2 separate regions of the Gadus morhua genome follow, and region 2 is linked to region 1. The links are chromatin contacts, called in public Hi-C maps. All regions are on one chromosome and are shown on one strand. Each heading gives the region's core, a stretch centred on a gene start, on an enhancer-like site or on the middle of the called end of the contact. The rest is flanking DNA. Distances are from core to core; before and after follow the strand shown.

The links. A called contact is a pair of places that touch in the nucleus more often than the background predicts.
Region 2: a Hi-C map of heart shows a contact between it and region 1, with 7 times the contacts expected there. The contact joins the promoter of mthfs here to the promoter of adamts17 in region 1. A contact is called at or near these places in 2 of 6 Hi-C or Micro-C datasets (gonad and heart).

What each region holds. Positions count from the first base shown.
Region 1 is chr14:6,164,687-6,169,963 of gadMor3.0, forward strand. adamts17 (ADAM metallopeptidase with thrombospondin type 1 motif, 17) reads left to right here and starts at 1,575. Exons shown (of 19, transcript XM_030377463.1): 1 at 1,575-1,771; 2 at 2,163-2,527. The coding sequence starts at 1,699. cers3a (ceramide synthase 3a) reads left to right here. Exons shown (of 11, transcript XM_030376574.1): 11 at 1-395.
Region 2 is chr14:6,310,029-6,315,821 of gadMor3.0, forward strand. mthfs (5,10-methenyltetrahydrofolate synthetase (5-formyltetrahydrofolate cyclo-ligase)) reads right to left here and starts at 3,542. Exons shown (of 3, transcript XM_030376448.1): 1 at 3,260-3,542; 2 at 2,777-3,044; 3 at 1-289. The coding sequence starts at 3,379. The coding sequence ends at 63. It overlaps zfand6 (zinc finger, AN1-type domain 6), which reads left to right and starts at 3,552. Exons shown (of 6, transcript XM_030376449.1): 1 at 3,552-3,837.

The DNA of each region.
Region 1 (5,277 bases), core at 325-2,824:
TGAAGTAATAGCAGCTTTTGTCTTAAAACCGTTTTTTTTTTATGTTTACACATGGACTCTACTGGCGGGGCCAAGAAACCCATGGTTTCAGCTGATTGCTGAAGGAGTTTTAATGTGCTTTCAATGTTGAAGGGATTCTTACAGAAAGCATAGTCTGAATGTTCAAATAAATTGAAGTATTAATTTTGGAAGTGTTGTAATGCAGGAAATAATAAAAAAAATACCTCGTGGGTTAATGGACACGCATGGGCATGTAGGCTATCTCTCCTTTTATTTTTTAGGCTAAATACTGTTCCATCATTGCTGGTCTTTAATCAGACACTCTGTTGCTGTGTTTTATGACTTTGGTGCTGCAGGAATGAAACGGCATTAATTGAATAAATTCTTACCCTTTTCATAGTCCTTCATATTATTTTTATTTTGTATTAATTATTTTCTAAGTTGCAATGAAGGTGTCACTGTTGTTCCGCTGGCGGCCACTAGATGGAGTACACCACCAGCATAGGCCGCCCTGTCAAAAGCTTTGCTGAGCTGCAATTTGACGACAAAATGGATTTGGACGGAAGATATGTACCTCAATCTCCCCTTCTCAATCAATCACAAACACACGCACGCACATGCACACACACGTAAACACACGCACACGCTCTCGCACCCGCACGCACAAACACACTCAGATTTACTTTTGCGCTTGCCCTCAACCTGCTCTCGGTGTTTAGTAAATAGGCCTACTCATCAATCCACCCGTGTGTGCAACCACCCATCCATCCATCCATCAAACCGTCCATCCATCCATCCATCCATCCATCCATCCATCCATCCATCCATCCATCCATCCATCCATCCATCCATCCATCCATCCATCCATCCATCCATCCATCCATCCATCCATCCATCCATCCATCCATCCATCCATCCATCCATCCATCCATCCATCCATCCATCCATCCATCCATCTGTCTCTGATGGCCAGTCTTGCCTTATAATTGCCAGGTAGCTGAAGGATTAAGGATGAACCAAACGTTGAAACAACGGGCAACGCACCATAGGTTATGAAACGCGGTCTCTGATTGGCTGAACTCGGGGGGAGGGGGCGGGGGGGTGTCGCTCAATGATCACCTGTGCCGAACCAGAATCGACAACTGTCATAACATGCATGCGCAAACGGTGCACTACGGGAGACTTGGGTGTTACTAACGTTTGGTTCCTTTTGTTTAAACTTTCATTTGTGAAAGGCCAAAGTCTATAGGCTATAGGGCCAAACAGTGTTTAAATCTGTTATGGGTCTGGGGTCCTTTTAAGTCATTTGAAATAAATAGACAGTCGCACCTATTATCTTTATTAACAAAGATATTTGTGTTTATACATAGTTATTGTTCTGTTATGTGAGCATTATTTAGCTCCCGGCAACGTCACAACTGCACCTCTTCACTTGAACCCACGTGTAGGGTTTCAGAGCGACTCCTGACGGACAGCCTCAAGCACCAACGCGAGGGCAGAACCGCTTTACTGTATTACCTCTAAACCAATTGCGTTGACGGGGAGGCGTTGCCAATTTCCAGGAGGCATGCCCGGAGTTTCAAATTCACTTGGCTGAATCAACACTAACTTCTCAAACTTTAGAAAAGTTGTGCAGTCCTCTCTGGCTTCGCAAGCGCTTACATCCCCCCCCTCACAGGTCCTCTGCTTAGCTGTATCATGCATGACAGTCATGTTACACCGCTTGTCTTGCTGCTTTCATTCTTCTCTGTCGGGTTGATTGCGGAGACTGGTAAGTAGCCTATATGCGCTTATAGCGTTACGCATTACGCATTCACCACAGGCCTGTTCCTCTATTGGCCGGTTCTTCTCAATATCGTCGTTGGACAGATCCTTTATAGAAATAGAAAAACTGTGGTTTTCCTCGAAAAGCTTCTAAACAGCATTAGGATGCCTTCACATGTCCCTCTGGTCTTGTGCATGCTCATTGATAGGTTATTTGGACACTAACTTGTCCGGTATGTCTAATAATGTGTGCTTACAGCGACAGCGTTTGATGTTAGATGCATTGTTTAAGGGGAATAATTCTGATCTATTTTCTGCAAATATGACAGAAATGCCCAGGTATAAACCCACATAAACCTTCATGTCACTTGACCGACTGTGTTCTACCTTCCTGGTAGTTGTCCCAGAACTGGAGACTGATGAAGTGGTTCCCATGGTGCTATTTGGAGAGGACACACACCTGCTGCTGCAGGACCAGACCCGGCGTTACCGCGACCGGCGCTCCCCCCAGGACGTCCCGGGTGGTCACGACACAACTCATAAGGATCACTTACTTCTGTTGCTTCCCGCTTTCGGAAATAATCTTTACTTGAATCTTAGAAGCGACAACTCGTTCCTCTCTGACAACTTTGTCGTCGAGGAGAGGAAGAGAGGCAAGAGTCCCCAGCTGTCGCGGATCCCCCAGGGCCAGCTCTGCTTTTACACAGGATGGATAGTCAACCACACGGACTCGTACGCCTCGCTCAGTACCTGCGGAGGCCTGGTAGGGCAACACATACATCACCTCTTCTCTTTTCAGCTCACCTTTTACCGATGTATAAAGTTAGCATAGCATGCACATATTAATGCATCATGCGCCAAGCCTTGGGTTTAAGTCAAACTTCTGGTAGGATTTCAATATATCACCCATAAGTGTGTGAGTGCACACACTTAATTTAATTTCTGTCCAAGTAAGAAGCGTCAAAGTCCTGTCAGCTATAGCTGCTGCTGACCCTTGGTGTCTGGCAGGACACCCCAGAGCTGTCTGGCTCCTAAAGATTAGCTAGCTCTCGGGAAGCATGACTGTCACCATGGTGCCAAACAGTTTAGGCAGCTGATAGGCCTGGCTATGGGGTCACTCTGTCACAGGCACACACGCAAGCACGCAAGCACGCACACACACACACACACACACACACACACACACACACACACACACACACACACACACACACACACACACACACACACACACACACACACACACACACACACACACACACACACACACACACACACAGCAGGTGTGTAGAGAGAAGGCGAGAGAGAGCCTGTGAGAGGGAGACACGCACACACACGCACACACACACACACACACACACATACACACAACCGCATGAGCAAATATATGCACACAGACTAACACATGCAATCACTTTTTCTGTCCCTCTTTCTCTCACGCACTGCATACATGATACATGATGCATGATGCTACTGAAACACTGCATACATGATGTTACTGAAACACTGCATGCATGAAACATGTCTGATGCTACTGAAAAACTGCATACATGGCTGATGTTACGCCGGTAACACTGCATACATGATGTTACTGAACCACAGGATACAGGATACATGCATGATGCTACTGAAATGACCCAACCATCCAGACATTCCAGTCCAGCGTTAGTGTGTGCGTTACTAGTTTTAGTCAACCTACAGACACGTACAAACACAAAGCCGTCCTACTTGACATTTAATGTTAACACCCTAACGCGCCTTAGGGGAACATCTCAAGTATACCCAATTAGAACCCACAATGAAAGCAGAGAAAACGGTCTACTTTGCCTTGATAGCCCTCTGAGAAGCGGGGATCTTGATTCTTATGGACTCTCATCCCGCTCCATGTGTGGCAAGGAAAACTAGGTCAGGTTTAGGATAAAGCTGGTGTGGGCCATCCTCTGCCCCAACAGAAGCACCCTTGGTCTCATTATTATGGTTGGCCAGTGCATGTCTGACACTGATCTCAAGGCAGTGCGGTCTGGGCTGGTAACACTATCCAGGCCCCCCCAAGCTCCCCTCTCCCCAAGCCCCAACCACACCTCCAGCACCAGCACCTCCAGCACCACCACCACCCTGTCTGCGTTAACCCTCGACCAGGCAGGGTCAGCTCTGACCCATATGCACTCTGAGGCGTTCACTCTTTTAAATGTTTCAGGGAGGCGCCCTCTCCAGGTGCTTTTTATTTGGCTGAGGGACAGGTCAAGGTGCCCCCCTCTCTTGCACACACACACACACACACACACACACACACACACACACACACACACACACACACACACACACACACACACACACACACACACACACACACACACACACACACATGGGAGTGCAAGAACAAACATGAACACACACACACACACACACACACACACACACACACACACACACACACACACACACACACATGGGCGTGCAAGAACAAAAACGAGCGCACACACACACGCACGCACACACACACACACACACACACACACACACACACACACACACATGCTTGCAAAAACACACACACACACACACACACACACACACACACACACACACACACACACACACACACACACACACACACACACACACACACACACACACGCATGAGCACAAACACGCCAACACACACTCGCTCGCACAACACAACACCCTCCAGACAGGCTCTAAAAAGTAACAGTCTTTTTTATGAAATGTCTTTTTCTCTGGCTGGCAGCACGGCTCAAGGGGGCTCACCTGTCCTGCAGGGCCTCAAAAGGGTCCAAACCTCAGGGTAGAGTGAAGCGGTGAGGATGCAGGGAAGGGGGTGGGATCCGGGCAGATGCAGACATATCGACCATGCCAAGGACATGTTAGCCACAGTGGCTTTAACTCAATCCACCGCCACGTGCGTCTGTGTACACGCGCCGGTTGTCCTTGCATTAGCGCCAGTGTAGGCTCTAAAAAGGGAGTGTGCACGGGTCAAATCGAATCCCATTTACTCGTCTCCAGAGGCCCGGCGCATTGTAGCAGCTGTGCTTTGGACGCCTGGCTTTCCTCCAGACCTCCAGAAGAGGGAATGCCTGAATGCAGGCTAAATAAAGACAAAAAAAAGAATGCTTGCTTTACAGCGTTGAAAGGGATCGTTAGACAACGTTTTTCTTTTTTTTAGGCTTAAAGTTCTCTTGTTTTGTTTTGCAGCAGCCAATGTGCTATAACCTGGCAGCCCCGTGTAGGGAAGGCTACCTCGGAATAGCTTCTCTGTGTTCGTAGAGCTGGAGATTGACTTTAATCCATCCTGCGGCTGGGCAACAATGTGTTGCAGCCTGGACTGACCCCTGTCTCTGGGGGGGTTAGCGCGTGGAATACACGACACAGGTGCCCTCTAGTCTGGGCGGAGTAGTGTTATAGGTAACACTGCATCATGGGTAATCTTAGAGGGCGGAATAGTCATCAGGGCGATGAGGGTGTCCCAGCCCCAAAAGTTTGTATGCATCCAAA
Region 2 (5,793 bases), core at 2,292-4,791, 150 kb after region 1:
ACTGATGCTAGTTATTACGCTAGCATTCAGCGAGCTAGTTAGCTTCTCATCCGCCCAGAGACCTACTCCAGGTCCTCGTACAGGACCTCGTCGATGAGCACGTCGTTGTCGTCCACAGGGATGTCCGGGCAGAGCTGCTCCTTGAAGGCCAGGGCCACGGTGTAGGGCTTCCCCCGGGCGTGGCGCATGCAGCGCTCCAGGTAGCTGTCGTAGAAGCCCTTCCCTCGGCCCAGACGGTTCCCAGCCCGGTCGAAGCCCAAGCCGGGCATCAGGATCAGGTCCAGGCCCCCTGGAAGGACAACAACAGAGAACAGAGTACAGTGCATTGGTACTTTGGTGGTCGGAAACATTGATGGGCTTGAGAGTTTCCAATAATGCATCGCAATACTGCGGTGCCGTAATGCATTTGTATTGAAGCGCTGTGAGTGGCCACTGGTTAAAAAGCACTATATAAATGCGGTCCGTTTACCATTTATTTATTATGGCTGTTTGTTTAACATACACTTTTATCCAAGGCCACCACAGATAAATGCCATTAAGGAGCAGGTAGGGTCAAGGCATCTCGGTAGGATGCCTACGGGGCAGATCTAGAGGTTCAAATCAGGAACCTTTCAGCCAGGAGTCAAACACACAAAACTATCCAGCCCCCAATTCCCGATCACTATATGATGTGCCACAAAGCATATGCATATTTAATGTAAAATGGGATCTTTAAACATGAAACCATCGGGTGCATGTGAATCACCACAATAACTCCATTGCAAGACAACATCTTCGTTAATTCCCCGGCATTGTTCTCGCGTTTATTGCCTAGTTATCAATTCAGTAGGCTTATTTCTGTCTGTTGAGATATCTGGTTTGCTTGCTACCGAGAAAATCTTACAAATTGATTGCCAGTGTGTCTCCGATTGGTTGTATGAACCCGTCTTTGATCAAGATCATAGGTGGGCAATAGATATCAGATTCCTTTGCAAGTGACATTCTGCATTGTCCCAAAGAGGCTGTTGAATGGGTTTGTCACCATGCATCATGGGTATTATTCACTTTCACATCAATCAAGATCATTTATCACTTGAGATCATCTGCGCCAACCGTTAGACTTCTGAAAATGTGACAGCATAAATGCATAAATGCTGCGGTTTAAAGTAATTCTCCAAGGGTAATCGCAAAATGAACTCCTCACTTGACTAATTTGTGTCCCGTTGCGCTTCATCACAAATCCTTTGATAAAAAGGCACGCAAAAGAGACAATGATGAGCTGTGAAACCCTGTCAGCCCGGGACCAACGAGACCGTTTACCCAGAGATCAGATGATTACCAAACACTAGACCTCATCGGGGGGGGGGAATGAGTGCAGGAGCATGGTCAAGTAGACCCCCGAAAGGTGTTCTGCCTGTAGGCATACTTCAGCCACACGCCTGGCCCTGGCCCCTACCCGCCCACCTCCATCAAGGGGATATGCCTTTATCCAAAGCTCAGACTGAATCGCTTTGGATAAAGGTGTGTGTTGAATAATTGAATAGCCAATTCGAACCTTAATCTAATACATCGTAAAGCATGATTCAATTTTTCTCTCTGTATAAAAAGGTTTAAATGTTCTGGATGGCCCTATGCCGGGTGACAGACATTTGTAATTTCCCTTGAAATTTTAGGCTAGGTTTCTCATTTACATGACATTACACACCGATTTGCATATATCAATTTCGATATATTAAACTTCGTCCCTCTTTATAAACTAATTGCCAGCCCTTAGCAAACCGAGAAATAAATTAACATGCCCTCCGTTGCGCTCAACTCCATCTTCAAGTCAGCTCCAGTGCAATGTCGCCATCTAGTGGTCACGTTTTGCATTGCCTTTTACGTAAATTGTGTTAAACAAACTAAAGGCAAAAACTGACCAGAGGGCAATAATTAGAGCATAAGAGCACACCGCTCACGCTCACACTGTGCTTTGCCAAAGAAAGAAACGTAACTAAAATAAACTAGTAAACTCAAACTAGTAGTCCTTTAAAAGGGTCGCCTCCTTAAGTAGGCATCAACAACAGGTCTGTAAAATGGAGATAGGAGCCACACCTTTACCCCCAGTCCCCAGGCTGAGTATATCCAAAAGCAGGCTTGCTCCACTGAAGTACAAACACAATCAGGCATTTCTAGAGTGAAAGATAAGCCGTGGTAAGTACTCCATGCATATTCACATTTGGTGTCTACCAGTTTAAACACATAACATTCTGATAAGACTTTTCATGCATCTTTTATTTATGTAATTTGTACGGTAGTCTCCACGTGATAAGGCGCACATGTCTTATTTAAAACCTTAAAGAAAAATACTGATTCCTATGGCTACCCTGTGTATGTTCTCTGTACAGTGGTTTTGTTCTTCTAAGCCTCACTTTTCTATTTCTTGAATAGGCTGTTAAACATATAAATGTATTAAACTTCGAGATTACCTTTGCTTTTTCCTTTAATGTATAATTTGAATGACCACAAATGATAACCTCTAACCTGTTATACACATGTTATGTGTTTAACATCACTGTTGGTGCATTTAGTGCATTTACATGCACACACAAACCCTGACCTCAACTGGGTTAGGGGGTAACTCAGTTTCCCATGCATCCACCAAGGTTGGTTAAATAGGTCAGTTAAATGTACAACACATGCATGTAAACATGGGTACAGCAGAAGAGATGGTTGTAGAGCGATTATTTGGTGACTTGGAGGTTGCTAGTTCGATCCCCGGCTCCCGGAGTGTCGAGGTGTGTGTCAAGGTGTGCACCTGTAGCCAGGGCTTCCTCCCGGGTGAAGTCGTCGTCAGAGGGCTGCTTGATGTTCCAGGACGTCAGGGGCAGCGTCTCCATGTCCTGCATGCTGTGCAGTCGCAGCATGTCCATGTGGTTGCTAGCCGTGGACTGGTACTTGGGGATGAAGCAGGTCTTGCCCTGGGCGAAGAGGTCCTGGAGGATTTCCTCCGTGCGCACCTCGTCGTGCATGCTGAGGAACACCGCGATCCGATCACAGCTCGCATATTTGGGGTGGTCAAACAGCTGGAAGGTGATGTGAGATAGAGGAGAATATCACTTGCAACAGGTGGCAGTTTAATAATTGTACAGGAATTATATACACAATAATATACATGATATCGAATAATATGCTACATAATGTTTGCATGTCGCATCGGTTACAAGCGTGAATGCATGCTTCCAACTGGATGTGACGTGGAATTTCCAAAAAAAGCCACGAACTGTTTTGCGAAACTTACCTTTTGCGAAACTACTTTAGACTGTCGTTGTTTTTCTTGCTCACTAAGCGCTGCAACACGCTGCTTGATGTCCCTCCTAAGAGCCTGTTTGGCTGCACGCAGGGCAGCCATCCTTGCCATGAGTTCAGGACAACCTCTTGCACTGCGGCGTTCTAAGGGCCAAAAAAACCTTTAAAAGCTTAATTTAGACTTTGCATTTCTTTGCGTTTTCACCAACCCAAGAAGTCAATGATTCACAACTCGGGCAACACACAGCTGTCAAGCAGCAGCGCTACTGCGCATGTCTGCGTGATGTCACACGCGCACCGGAAGCGCTCTGAATGTGTAGTTTTAATTTGAACTAGGAGATTAGTTTGTCTTCCGAGTCCGACGAGGCGAGGAGAGTTAAAGGGATTAGATCGCTACTCTTGCTTATTTGTATTATCACTCCCTTCCCTAAACAGAGTTCGTTAAGGATAGAAGGGACCAGATACATTTATGACAAGGATCATTTATTTGTAACTAGATACGTTGGCCTTCAATTCCCGTTTCAGATCACGAGAAAAGTTTGAGAAGACCGGCTGGCCGAATAAAACAGGGTAAGGCTGTCTGAACACATTAAGTCAATGCAAATCCGGGAGAGTTCTTTATACATATAAATGTTATTCATGGTATAGAATGGCCGTTTCATGTACTATATCACTCTTATTGCGTTGGAGACGTGTTAGTGGTTGGTTTCAAATCCTATGTAGTTCATCTGATGTAGGAAACGCTTTGCTCACCCGACCGGGTGATGATGACACAGTCAAACAGGAGTGTATTTACTCCTAGCTTTATGTTTTTTATGTTCCGAATCAGAATCATTTTTACATGATCTTATTATACAAGTACACAAGAGTAACATTATTAGGCTTGGTTCCTCAACAGCCACATACCAGCAACAATAAAAGATAGAGTAAATAAAGATAAGGGAAAAAATAAATATATGTAAAAATAAGTAGCAGTTGTAGTCCGGCTAAGCATGACACTAGTAAAGTAACTGTAGATGAGTTCCTAGATCTGGTCTTGTATTGCCCGGCTGGTTGTCCCTCAGCTGTCATCGGACCGTGGGCTTTGGACTTTCCCCCCTTCCCCCTTCAAGTAGGCTAGAATCGAACCGGCTGTTGACTACTAGAGGAGATAAAACGCAATGATTGACGGGCCACTCACGCAATGAGCGGGTGGTAGGGGTGTGGTCTGGGGAGCAGGCAGCCAATGGCAGCGTGTGATGTGTTATTGCGCTGTGGCTCCGGACATAGGATGGTGGGTGTTATCTGCTAGAGACTGAGGAGGAAAGAGGAGAGGGGATTTTGCACAATAATCGAGGTTGGTGGAAGTCAAAAGTTTCGGTGTGTGACAATGTGTAACTTTGACGCGTTTTGTATTTCAGGGAACATTTAACTCGCTTCGTTTTCTTGGGGCTTTTGCGATCCGTGAAGCTTTTATCAGGACAAAAGAGGGTTGTTGAAGCAGGAAATGGCAGTGGGTTGGTTGTCATTGTAGAGTGATATGATAAACTTGTGTCCCTGTGATTAAAGCGGTTGATTGAGTTTGGTTGATAGGAATCAGATGTTGTTTCGCTGTTTTAAACGTCGCGCAACAAGCTTTACAACAAGCTTTACAACGTCTCCCTGGAGGAGTGTAGTGGGCAGAATCCCATTACTTACCGGTGACAGTGATTTGATGTCAGTCTTCTCGGGTGTTTGCAGCGACACCCAACATTCAAACTCTTAAATGTAATCAACTTCCAGTAATTGGTCGAATAACTTAACATTTCCACGTAAACAATATCTGTAGAATCTCAACGTGTGTTTCTGTGTATTGTTTGGTTTGAAAAATAACATTGACCTAGGTCTAGGGAAGCCACTGAGGAAAATACTATCAAGGCTGATTCCGGATAAAATACTGATGCTATCTGTCGATGTATACATTCTAATGTATGGTAAAATCCATACATATGTTACCCATGAACATGACCTCACCCTCTGTGTATGTAGTTCACCAAATGACACTAGGAATTTCAAATTTCCATCTCCTCATAACACATTCCACATGAACACTGAATTGTCCTTGTTACTGCATGGAATGTTAACCACGTTTTTTCCTTGTCACTGCCAGGGTGTGTATATAAACAAAGGATTATTTTTGTTTTGTTTTGTTTCCCCACACATCCACTCTTAAAATCAAATTTCGGTTTCACAGCTCATCAGGTGACCGTAGAATGGTTTGGCTCAGTTTGGCCTCTGCAGCAAAGCTAGATTACATTTTAACCGATACAATCAAGTATTGTCATCAGATCTTCTCTTCATGTTCCTAATGTCGGCTCTCTGGCACCTGTCTTCAGGGGATAGGAGGAGGTGGAATGGCCCGGATGCAACGATTTTCTATATTTCTGACCAATGCTGGCAATCATTAGCAACCTTTGACGGGATAATTGTTATTGTTTTTTTCTAAACAGTAGGATTTTTTTTATATTGACACATGCATGGGACTAATTATTACGTCTATCAAATGTC